2 separate regions of the Hordeum vulgare genome follow, and region 2 is linked to region 1. Evidence: chromatin contacts called from public Hi-C data. All regions are on one chromosome and are shown on one strand. The core of a region is the stretch at or near the end of the contact, and the rest is flanking DNA. Distances in the headings are between cores, read along the strand shown.

Region 1 (2,675 bases), core at 62-2,561:
TTTCAGTGCACCAAGGTTAGCTTCAACCCTGTGTGCTCTTTTGTTTTCCTAGGCACCCATGAGTTGGCCTTGTTGCAAGGATAAATGTGTTGATCTCATAATGAAGGGAACAAAAGGTACCGGGTATTTACTATCTCTACTGCAATACTACTATTTTTTGCAAATTACCGAAATAGTACTATATATAATTTGGGAAGATAATCGGGTCTCTTATTTAGTTTAGTCCACCTTTTTTCCCTTTATAGCTCCACCACCAAAAGATATGCCCCTTTTTAAATTTTGGCACAGGGCCCCGGATATTGCCGGTCCGGCCCTGATTAACTAGACATGTCAACAGAAAATGAAAACTACACTAGTGATGTTGGAGCATATTCAATAAACATGAGAAGCAGGAAACCACCTATCGGATTATATAGCACATAAATCCTAGGAGGACTATATTGCAAGAAGAGCTTGATATACATATTGCCAATAAATGCATGCCAAACTTGTATATTTGCAACCCCGCAAAAGAAAACTTGCATATTTGCAAGAAAAGCTTGATGCATCTATCGCAATGTCTACTACGGCTAAAATTATGGCATGTCAAACTTGCAATATTCAATCTGCTTTTTTTCATTTTTTAGCAATATTTTGACTTTTTCATGGGATGGCGTAGTTTACGAGAATGGACGTTTGGAGGCCGAGCTCCATGGTGATCGAAATTTTTGAAAAAAAAATAAAATTCGAACTTTTTGATTTAAAAAGAAACTAAAAAAATAGGCAAGTAAGGAAGGATGTTATGTATATGTGTGTAAAACTTAGGACTAAATATCTTAAAATACGACTTGAACAAAAAAGATAAATTCATGGCCTGAAACGATGAATAGTATCATGTGTTAAAAAGCCTTAGATTTGTCTTTTTTTACAACCCTCATTTTAACGTAATTTTTTCTGAAAATTTACACACATGTGTGTTACGCCTTCACTTATCTCTGTATTTTTTAGATTTTTTTGAAATACAAAAATATAAATTTTCATGAAATTTGAATTTCAAATTTAAAAGCCTTGGTGGAGGCCGAGCTTCAAAAGCAATTTCTACTAGAGTAGTTTACACCTTATATAATACAGTAAAAAGCAATTTAGTAAAAAGTGGCCCGGAGGCCGGCCGAAAAGGCACGCCGACATCAGGGAGCGCACTGACCCACCATGCACACACGGTCGATTGGTACTGGCCCACATGGCTCTGGGCCCCAGCGAGAGACGAGCCCGCCCGGAAGGAGGTACGGCCATACATACAGCGAGCCTCCACGCCCCCGTGTCATATCCGTGGCAACGTGTTGGTTCTTCTCGTGCCAACCATTCCATTCCACATTCCCCTGCATCACCACTGCTACTCTGTTCGGCCAAATAACACCTAACCCTCCCACGTGTCCTCCCGCCCCGGTGGGAGCACAACACAAGAACCACCACGAGCTCTCCCATTCCCTTCCCTCGGATCGGGAGCGGAGCAGGAACACAAGGCCCGGCGACGCGCGGATCAGACGAGACTCCGCACTGCCGGATTTCGGGGGAGGAGGAGGAGGAGGAGGGAGGGCCATGGAGAAGGAGCAGAAGGCGGAGGGCGAGAGGGCCGCCACGGCCGCCACGCAGCGGTGGGTGATCGGGGTGGGGTTCTGGGTGCAGGGCTTCCGGCTCTTCCCGTGGCTCGGCGTCAACTTCTTCCTCAAGGACGCCATGGGCGTCCCCTCCTCCTCGCTGCAGATCCTCCAGGCCTCCGCCACCCTGCCCATGGTCGCCAAGCCGCTCCTCGGCCTGCTCTCCGACGCCGTCCCCATCCGCGGCTGCCGACGCCTGCCATACGTCGCCATCGGCGGTACGCCCCCCCTCCCTTTATCCCCCCCACGTTATCGCATTGCCCTTCTCAGATCTGCCAACACCACTTTCCGTAATCTCCGACCGACGCCATGATCCTCATCGTGATTCCATTTCCATACCCTCCCTTCCCTTACTTTAACGGTTCATAACGTGGAACGCTCGAAAGCACGCTCGGTTCCATACCTCCCTTTACCGGTTAACCTGGAATTATAGGAACCACACTCGCGATGCAGAATGATAATTCTCTGAAATTTCCACCTTCCCTGCACTGCCCGTGTTGCACGCACAATTTCGCTCTTTCACTGTACTTGATCACTGATTAAACGAGTTGTAGGAATTCTAGTATGCCAGAGCAGTGTAGGATATTTTTACTCTTCTGCGCTGTCCTTGGAGAAAAAGTAAAATGATTACCACGCTAGAGCTTTCTGCGTTCTTTTCTTGCGTGCTGTTCACTTGTTTGCACATTGGTGTCATGTGGCGAATGACAGCGCCATAAAGAATATACTTGAACACAGTTGTCCTCTTGATTATTATGCGCGTGCCTTTTGTTTTCTTTCACTTTCACTTTCCCTTTCCGTTTTCTCTTCTGATTACCATCGTTCTCCATCTTTTCGTGAAGTAGTCTTTTAGAGCAGCAACCAGAGTGTCACGATGCATATTTTCTCAGTCGGATGTGGCCCTTGCCCTGCACTTTAAAGTGTCATAATTTGTGCAATACCACCACTTAAGATTGCCCATCTTCAGATTCCATGCTGAATATTTTGTTTTGATACAATTGACACAATCAGATGCCTAAGAAAAACTAATGTTATTTACTC
Region 2 (2,675 bases), core at 120-2,619, 160 kb before region 1:
ATCAGGTGCACACGAAACTGGGTCTATGTATGATTTCCCTCACAGATGCATATAAAATACTAATAGTCATGATATTTTATTTACTTATGTAGCTGGAACACGAATTTGCAAAGAGAAATAACATGACATTATGCACCACCATCTCAACATCTTTGCTGAACTAGTGTAAACAATGGAAGTTGAAAATCCACTGCATTATGTATGGACTAGTGTGAAATCAACGGAAGAATTAGTGCAACATCCGTAGAAACCTACTTCCGGCATCTCCAAAAAGAATTATCAGTTTCTATTCTAAGTAGGCAACTCCCTCACAGCCTTCTAGTACACCTGTCTATATCCATTTTCATTCTATCAACAAGTCATGATGCAAATTGTTAACTCAGAAAACAGATAGCTGCGTTGTGATCTTTGGAAGCCAAGCAAGTGTCAATGTGAGATACATCATGGCACCAGCTGCATGAATGCTCATTTTATATCTACTACAACAACCAAACTACCTTGTGGTGTATCAACACTGTTAGTGAGAGTGGCTGGTTTCCAATCTATAAGACAAGACTAACACGCAAACTCCAGCGAGCCTATGACCAATCAGATAGAAGATGTCAAGTTCGTTAATTCACGTGAACTCCCGAGAGGTCTTGCTAATCTGGAGCAAACAGTTGACATATTTTCACCACTGTTACAACATATGTGTAAGTACAAAATTCAAGTCATAACTAAGTGAACACACCAGCTTAAATTAAAATATGCTGATAATTCACTCAAAATAAGACAGACTTAGCCCAAGATTCCAGGTAAGAACTGATGCGCATCGATCTAAAGAAACTAGGGTTTAGGGTTTGGGTGGGCTTCACTTACTACTCAGTAACGTCCTCGAGGACCATGTTGACGTAGACGTCGAAGCCGCAGAGGGTGCCGACGAGCTCCTTGTCTCCCTTCATGATCACCCAAATCTTAGATCCGATGCACCGGTCGATCAGCTCTGCTCGTCGCACCAGTTCGCACAAGCACGCACGCGCGCGTGTGGAGACACGCACACGGAAAAAGGAGGCAAAACCCGTGAGTCAAGAGCTCGAACCCAGCAGATCAGACGATGGAGCTAGCCAGCTAGGGGAATCGAAAGAGGCTTTGCGAGAAAGAAAAAAACGATGTTGTTCCGCGCACCTGAGGGGAGGAGCTGGGAGGGGTTGTTCTGAGACATGGCGCCGCCTACGGCTGAGAAGTCGAGGCAGGTAGGTGGCGACGCGAAGGGCGCGGCTGGAGCGCGGGCGGACGGAGAAGAACGGCGGCGGAGGTGGAGGGGATTGGGAGGCCTTTTGCTTCTGCGCTGCGGAGGGGATTTTCCGTCGATAGTTCCGTGCTAACGGGCGAGTTGCTCTCGACGGCGGTTTCGGCCCACTTTATATGTAGAACCTTATAGAGCAATAGCTTACCCTGTTTGGACCAGCCCACTGCAGGGTGGGCGACCCTGTTTGTTTATTTTTTAAATATTTTGTCTCTTTAAAAAAATTCGGCATTAAAACATTCTAAATTTCAAGAAAGATTCATAAATTTGGAAATACTCGGTTATTTAAAAAATTATTCATGAGTTTGAAAAATGTTCTTGGATTTTGAAAATTGTTCACAAATTACAAAACAATAATCAGTAATTTTCGAAAATACTCAAGAATTTGAAAAAAAATCTGGTTTTGAAAATGTTCACGAATTTAAAAAACTCACTAATTTGAACATATTCTAATATTTCCAAAAAAGTTGACTAAATTCAAAAACGTTCACAAAATTTTCAAAATGTTCTCAGGTTTATAAGATGTTCATGAATTGACAACAGATGTTCTAAATTTCAAAAATTGTTCTCACATTTCAAAACAAATGTTCAAGAATTTTTAAAATATTCATAGATTTATAAAGTATTTACTAACTTCAAAAATCTTTGCAAAATTCATAAAATGTTCACGAATTTTAGAAAAATTATACCATGATTGATCAAATGTTTAAGAATAGGATTACATGGGTGTTTTAAAAACGGAAAATTTAAAAACCAGAAAAACAAAAAGGAGAGAAGGATAATAAAAACGACAAAAAATGGTGAAGTGGTCCTAGAACCATTCCAAAACCGAAATAGGGAGTCGCCGAACATGCCGACTTGGGCTGGCCCATATCCACATGCATGCATGTTCGGTCTCAAACGTCGACCTACACATTGAGTAGGTTTTGCTCTTGACACCCTAGTGCTTATGATTTATCTATAAAACAAAGAATATTGCTTGTGATACGTTAAAATAGAGAAATAATGAAATAAAAACCTTTTTGTTTTCACAAGAAAAAGTGAAAATATAAAAAATATAAAAAGCTTTGTCGGGGTCCTTAAGAAAAAATCCCCTTGCGAAAAAAACTAGGGGTTTGTGTGCTTTAGTGGTGATAACTCGTCAAGATTTTTTACCTTCACTTGTCCTCCATCTTCTTCCCCACACACTCAAGTTACTTTGGCTCACTAAGGGTGTTTTTCACACCTACAGACCTAATTGGTAGTTTGGTACTATGATGGAGGACAGGTGGGGTCAAGCAGTATAGTAATGGAAGAAACGAGCATGTGGATGACTTGCTCACTAGGCTGAATCTTCACAAGGATAAGGTTGATGACTTTGTTTGGGATGAAGACATGATAGAACCACCAC

Evidence for each region. Hi-C and Micro-C count contacts between places; a contact is called where the count stands out from the background.
Region 2: a Hi-C map of seedling shows a contact between it and region 1, with 4 times the contacts expected there. The contact joins the promoter of LOC123439740 here to the promoter of LOC123439712 in region 1. A contact is called at or near these places in 2 of 6 Hi-C or Micro-C datasets (leaf and seedling).

Annotation. Positions count from the first base shown.
Region 1 is chr1H:390,051,888-390,054,562 of MorexV3_pseudomolecules_assembly, reverse strand. It overlaps LOC123439712 (probable folate-biopterin transporter 7), which reads left to right and starts at 1,311. Exons shown (of 2, transcript XM_045116402.1): 1 at 1,311-1,855. The coding sequence starts at 1,579.
Region 2 is chr1H:390,210,875-390,213,549 of MorexV3_pseudomolecules_assembly, reverse strand. LOC123439740 (sm-like protein LSM5) reads right to left here and starts at 1,369. Exons shown (of 4, transcript XM_045116429.1): 1 at 1,165-1,369; 2 at 859-982. The coding sequence starts at 1,201.